Regions from separate parts of the Sus scrofa genome. Here region 2 is linked to region 1. The links are chromatin contacts, called in public HiChIP or PLAC-seq maps. All regions are on one chromosome and are shown on one strand. Each heading gives the region's core, a stretch centred on a gene start, on an enhancer-like site or on the middle of the called end of the contact. The rest is flanking DNA. Distances are from core to core; before and after follow the strand shown. Region 1 holds the start of AFF4 (AF4/FMR2 family member 4). Region 2 holds the start of C2H5orf15 (keratinocyte-associated transmembrane protein 2).

The links. HiChIP or PLAC-seq counts read pairs in DNA pulled down with a chosen protein or histone mark.
Region 2: an H3K27ac HiChIP or PLAC-seq map of skeletal muscle shows a contact between it and region 1, with 6 times the contacts expected there. The contact joins the promoter of C2H5orf15 here to the promoter of AFF4 in region 1. A contact is called at or near these places in 1 of 5 promoter capture datasets (fetal skeletal muscle) and 1 of 2 datasets of contacts at active chromatin or transcription factors (skeletal muscle).

What each region holds. Positions count from the first base shown.
Region 1 is chr2:135,282,665-135,285,755 of Sscrofa11.1, forward strand. It overlaps AFF4 (AF4/FMR2 family member 4), which reads right to left and starts at 1,267. Exons shown (of 21, transcript XM_021084750.1): 1 at 673-1,267.
Region 2 is chr2:136,297,579-136,300,450 of Sscrofa11.1, forward strand. C2H5orf15 (keratinocyte-associated transmembrane protein 2) reads right to left here and starts at 1,547. Exons shown (of 3, transcript XM_003123938.5): 1 at 1,362-1,547. The coding sequence starts at 1,500.

The DNA of each region.
Region 1 (3,091 bases), core at 17-2,516:
ATTACGAGATTAACCCCGAGCACCGGCAGCTGGAGGAAAGGCCTACACATCCATATCCAAATACAAGCTATCGGGGTAACGAGCTGGACCGATTCAGAAGTTATGGGGGGGGGTGTTCCAGTATTACACCCCCAACATTCCCATTTTTAGTCAACCCCCTTAACCAGCCGAAGGCGGAAATTTTTTTCCCTTTTTTTTTTTTCCTTTTTGCGGGGGAGGGAGGGGGAGGAGGAGGAGGAGGAGGAGAAGGAGGAGGACGTGCGCAGGATCGCGAGAAGGAAAGCGAGAACTAGTTGGGTAATGCTAGCCAGCATCTAGGCCCTCTTTTCTCTTCAACTAGAAACACCCTGAAATTCAGGAGGGGCTTTAAAAGCAACGATGCAGTCGAAGGAATTTCTGAGGGCAAGAATGGATTGAGAAATGGAAGGGGAAAGACAAAACTGGGAAAAGATGGATTTCTGGGAATTTTTGTTAGGATTGGGTTAGCCATTTCATTAATGTTTTGTGTGTGTATAAGGGTAGGGGGCTGGAATGCGAAGGCGAAAAGAGATGCCGGATCGAGCAGCCCGAGCCCGGAGGGTCCCTCCGAATCCGGAGGCGGACCCCGTCCTCCCCTCCCCCACTCCCCCGCCGCCCGGCCCGGCCCTCCGTCAGTCCGTCGGTGCTTCTCACCTCCAGTCCCGGCTCCGCTAGGCCCGAACCATCTCCCGGCTGCGGCAGTGGCAGCGCCGGGCCTGCACCTTCACCGGACGCGCATTCGAGCCCGCCCGAGGGGCGGCGACAGGCTGCCAAGGGCGAGGGGCTCCGGGCGGCGGCGGCGGCGAGGGTTCGGGAGGTCTCGAAAAGCGCAGGCGGCGGCGACGCAGCTCACACGGCACAGGCGGAGGTCCCGCCCCGCTCCATGACGGTCGAGGCCTGGCCGGGAGGGCCGGCTGAGGCGGGCTGACGAGGACCTGGCACCGGGATCCCCGCCCCGTCCGCTGGCGGCGGCGGCGGCGACGGCGGCTCGACTCCCGCAGCCAGGGCTGTGACTGACGCAGCGGCCGCGCCACCCATGTGACCAGGGCCGGGCGGGGACGAGGCGTCACGTGGCGACGCCGGGCCCCTCCCCTCCAGAAAAGCGGAGGGCTGCGGGGCCTGCAGTGCCGGGAGGTGACGTCGGGGGGTGGTGACGTGCGCGGCGCTCGGGGCCGAAGACCGTGGCCCGGCCGGGTACTGGCCCCGGCGGCTTAGGCCCGAGCCCTCGGGCCCGGCGGCCGCGTCGGGCCGAGGGGGCGGAGCGTGACCGGGCCTGCGCCTCCCGCGCGCGCACCTCGCACGGCGTAGCCGCTAGCGAGGTTCGGAAGGGCGGGGCCGGGCTGAGCCGGATCTACCGGTTCTGGGGCTCAGGGGGTTGGGCGGACGGCCCCTTCTGGGGGTGTGGCCGAGCCTGAAGCCCCCCTAGACCCTCGGCCTCCTGCTGACGTTGAAGCCCGGAGTCAGTCCAGCGGCCCTCGCGGGTCCGGCCGAGAAAGGAAGGCTGCGGGGAGTTTCTCTACCGGAGGCCGCCCAGAACCTGGCTTGATCACCCGCGAAGCCAGGCAGGCCTTTTTTTTTTCTTGGTCATCTAAGCATCTTCGGCCGTGAATACTTTTCGTCAAGATAACGTTTTCCACACTTTGCTTCTAACATCCTCGGGGAAGCTGTAATTGAGAGTAAAGTAATAGTTATAGACTAGACAGAATTTTCAGAGGGTCTCACAGAACCCAGTGTGGTTAACTGTCCAGAGAAGTGACTTTGGGGTTATTATTTGGAAAACACTTGATAATTTCCTGCCTCTTAGATGATGTCTTTCTATAAAGGAGCCTGGTGAAGCCGTTTTTTTCACTTTCTACGAGCTAATTTTGAAGCAAGCATTTTAAAGATGTCTAAAAATGAAATGCAAGGCTTTTGAGGAGATTTATGATAAACTATAAGGAATGTGCGTATGAATATGTTTTTATCAGCCCTAAAGCTGGTAATTCATCAGCATCAATAGAAGTTTCTTCCTTTTCAAAATTCTGAAGTGACCACAGAATTTTGCTAAACACGCCTTTAAGCTAAACACTTGATGTAGATTTTATATATCTATTTGGAAGTGTATTCATGTAAAACTAAAAATGAACTGTGACAAAACAGTGAAAAATAATCGATGCTCCCATCCCTACCATTTTAACTACTCCAGTTCTGGAGGCAGTCATTTAGCATTTTCTCAGTAGCTTTCCCAAAACATTTATAAATATATTTTATTTTATTTTTTATTTTGTTGTCTTTTTAGGGCTGCACCCGCAGCATATGGAGGTTCCCAGGCTAGGGGTCAAATCAGAGCCACAGCAATGCCAGATCCAAGCTGCATCTGCCACCTACACCACAGCTCATGGCAATGCTGGATCCTTAACCCACTGAGCAAGGCGGAGGATCAAACCTGCATCCTCATGGATACTAGTCAGATTCACATCTGCTGAGCCACAGGGGAACTCCCTAAATATATCTTAAAGTCCAGTTATACATATTTTTTACACAAGTGATCACATACTATATATACTATTAAGTTCCTTCCTTTTCTCAATCAAAATATCTGGATATGTTTCCATATTAACACTGAAAGAACTGCCTCACTCTTCTACGAGCAGTATAATATTCTATTTTATGTAAATAGCATATATATATTTTTTTAACAAATCCCCTACAGGTGGACATTAAGGTTGTTGTCAAGTCTTTACTAAATTACAAACTAAGCTGCAACTAGTAATCATAAGAAGAACAACTATACCTATAAATCCTTAGATTGCAATGTTTAGGTCAAAAGGTATTTTCCATTTGAATGGATATTGCCAAATTAACCTCCACAGATGTGCCAATTTAATTTGCTTTTTTCATATTCTGTCTAGGAAGATTTACAAGGCTGTACTGGAACAGAGTGAAGGTGGAGAGTGACAATAAGATTACCATTTTACACAACAATTAAAGTATTAAAACATTGAAGATATTTCCCAAATGTTACAAGGAGGCTCCTTTACTTATTTTGTAGTAAATGTTATTTGACCAAAAGATAACATACTTTTTGTTCCAT
Region 2 (2,872 bases), core at 297-2,796, 1.0 Mb after region 1:
CTAGATTTACTGTGGTGATCTCAGTGCATACAAACATTGAATCATTATGCCGTAACCTGAAACTAATACATCAATTATACCTCAATAAAAAAAAATTTAAAAAGAAATACTGAAATCCTACGGATCCATTAAAAGGAAGCAGAGGTGTCTGGTTCACCAAGGACCCAGAGAAGGGGAACCATGTTTACAAAGAATTTCCTTGTCCCCGAACCCCCCTCCTCCTCCCAAGCCCCAGTATTCTGGCCCCAGTATTCAAGCACCACAAGCTCCCAGTCCTCAGGGATGCCCCAGTACTCAAAGACAGCTCTTTCCCCTTCACCTTTGCGCTCCAAAATATTCCATCAGCTCAGCCCAGCACTGCCCCTACTCACTTCCGTCTTTACCACTGATCTCACCCATTCTGGGAAGCCCACACCTTCCCTTGGTCCTGCTAGATCCTGGGCACCCGCCCCTCTCTAGACCCCACACCTCCTAATCTCAGTCATCTCCTAAGCACCTGCCCTCCCTGTCCCCTCTTATAGACCCTCCTAACTCCCACTTCTGTAAAGGAAAAAAAAAAAAAAAAGTTGCCTGCCATTACAGTCTACAGGAATCAAGCCACCAACGACTGCAGGTGCCCACTGATAGTGCGCCAGAGGGGACTTCAAGATAGAGAAAAACAGGATGAAGTATTTTGTTTTGGATGTACAGGCCCCCAGATAGTTAAGAAGCCTATCTAAGAAAGAATTTCAGCAACCCCAGATTCTTGCGTCTTCCCGTACATAGAAAAGGACTAAAATCATGAACTCGAGATATCTTTTCTCTGTGATTAGCACTCATCTTTTGATCTTCAACTACATGTTGTTTTTTTTTTTTTTCCAGCAAAAAATTCATACATATTCTGGCTCCTCCCTTACCTCGTCCAATAATTTCTCAGAGCTATCTGAAAAGCTATCTTCCCGGCTACAGCCGTCAGTAAGACACGGAATACACTCAACTCACAGCTCCTCGAGTTGTGTGGCTTTTTAAAAATCAACACCTCCAAGGAATTTTGGAGACCGCATCACCGCCATTCTCTGTGGCAACCCTTTCGCCAAGACTTAGACAACACCACCACTCCTCCCTCCCCGCCCATCTACACACTCGCTCCCTGGGTCCCTGCAGCCCCACTCCTCAGGCCTCTTAGAGACCCCATCTCCGCAGACTCCTTCAGACAGCCTACCCTCCCTTCTCAGGGCCGTAGAGACCCTGACCCTCTACACATGATCGCCACCAGCTCCGAACACTCCGAAGCGCCGGTTCCCCGGCCGGGCCTGCCTCGCTGCAGGTACCCAGGCCCTCCCCATCTTCCTGCGCCCGCCCTGCCGCCGCGCCCCCTTTACCGCTGGATATGAGGACAGACGCAAGCAGGACCTCCAGGACCAGCGGCCGCGCCAGCCCCGTGGGAACCTGGATGCCTGGCTTGGGCGGCAGCTTCGCTTGTACAGCGCCTCTCATCCTGCTAGGGGCGGCGGCAGCCATAACGGTCTCGGCTGCGAGCCTGCGCGGTTGCTAGGCTCTACGTCATGACGTCAGACACTGCGTATACTATCTCGGCCCTAAGCATCTACGTCCCAGCGTGATGACGTCGCAGCGGGGAGCGCGGCTCTCTGAGCCGGAGTGAAGGAAGAGGCATGGTGGGAGTTGCACAACCGGCGGGCGCCCCAAACTTGGCCCGGAGTTTAGCTGTAATGTGTAAGGTGTGGAGAGGGTCAGAGCGAGCCTCCCCGCCCCCTCCCTCTCACGGCTACTATATAACTAATAACAGTGTTTTAAAACGTTTAGAAGGTATATCCACCTGTGTAACAGACCGATCTCCTAAGAGCAGTATCCTCCCTCCCCCTCCTAAAAGCAAACGAATGTTAAAATTGGGTGGTAGAGTTTTAGGTATTTGTTTTATTTTTTAACTTTGCCCACAAATCACTTATTACTTTAACAAACATTTAGCACCTCTCCATATTTCAGTATACCGCGCTGAACAAAATGAACCCCCGCCACCTTCGTGGAATTTATTTTCCTGTGCGAGAGACTACAGGATAAAATGTATACTCTGTACATGGTAAAGGTATTATGGAGGACAAACAGGAATATGGGCCAGGAAAGAGGGGTGCATTAAGCTCCAATTTTGTAGTTTTGTAACTTAAGACAAAACCCCCAGTATATGAAAATGCACATTTAGAAACTTCCAGGAAGTTCCCTCGGGGCACTAGCAACAATGCTTTGGTCTGTGTTTTCTGTGACTGTTTTCTTAGTAAATGTCTGTAGGCTTCAGATCGTAAAATTGCATTTGATTGATGTGCAGGAAAATCAGTATGGCATGAAGCAAGACATTTATTTCACCCGCGGCTTCACACTCTGGTCTCCCTGAGTCCTTCAGAAGATTGCCGCCTTCCCCCAGAGACAGTTGAGCTGCCTTTCGGAAGAGAGAAGGGCCTATGTTCTCCTGAATCTGGTTTCCCTTAACATTTATCTGGCCCCAGTGACCGCTCAGAAACACACAAACTCTGTGTTAGGAAAACTAAGAAGTCATTCATATGTTCATTTCTCAAAGCCCACCACAAGCCCAAATAGACTGAATGGTGCCCTTTTTGCAGAACTTCCAGGGTAGACAGAGTACAAAGTCCTCCCGAGTTCCCCTGGAGCATTCCCTCTGTGAGTACAGAAACCATCGTTTAATGAATAAGCCTCTTCAATTCCAGCTTCTACTTACTTATTGAGAGATGCAGACTTCAACAGGTCTTTTTTCTGTAATAAATGCACCTTAAATCTTTTCTTCCTTGACCAGTTTGTTCCTTTGTCCCCATACCAGATTGTTTCATTTCTCTGACTGGTGAGATGTCATGAACCCAAGGCA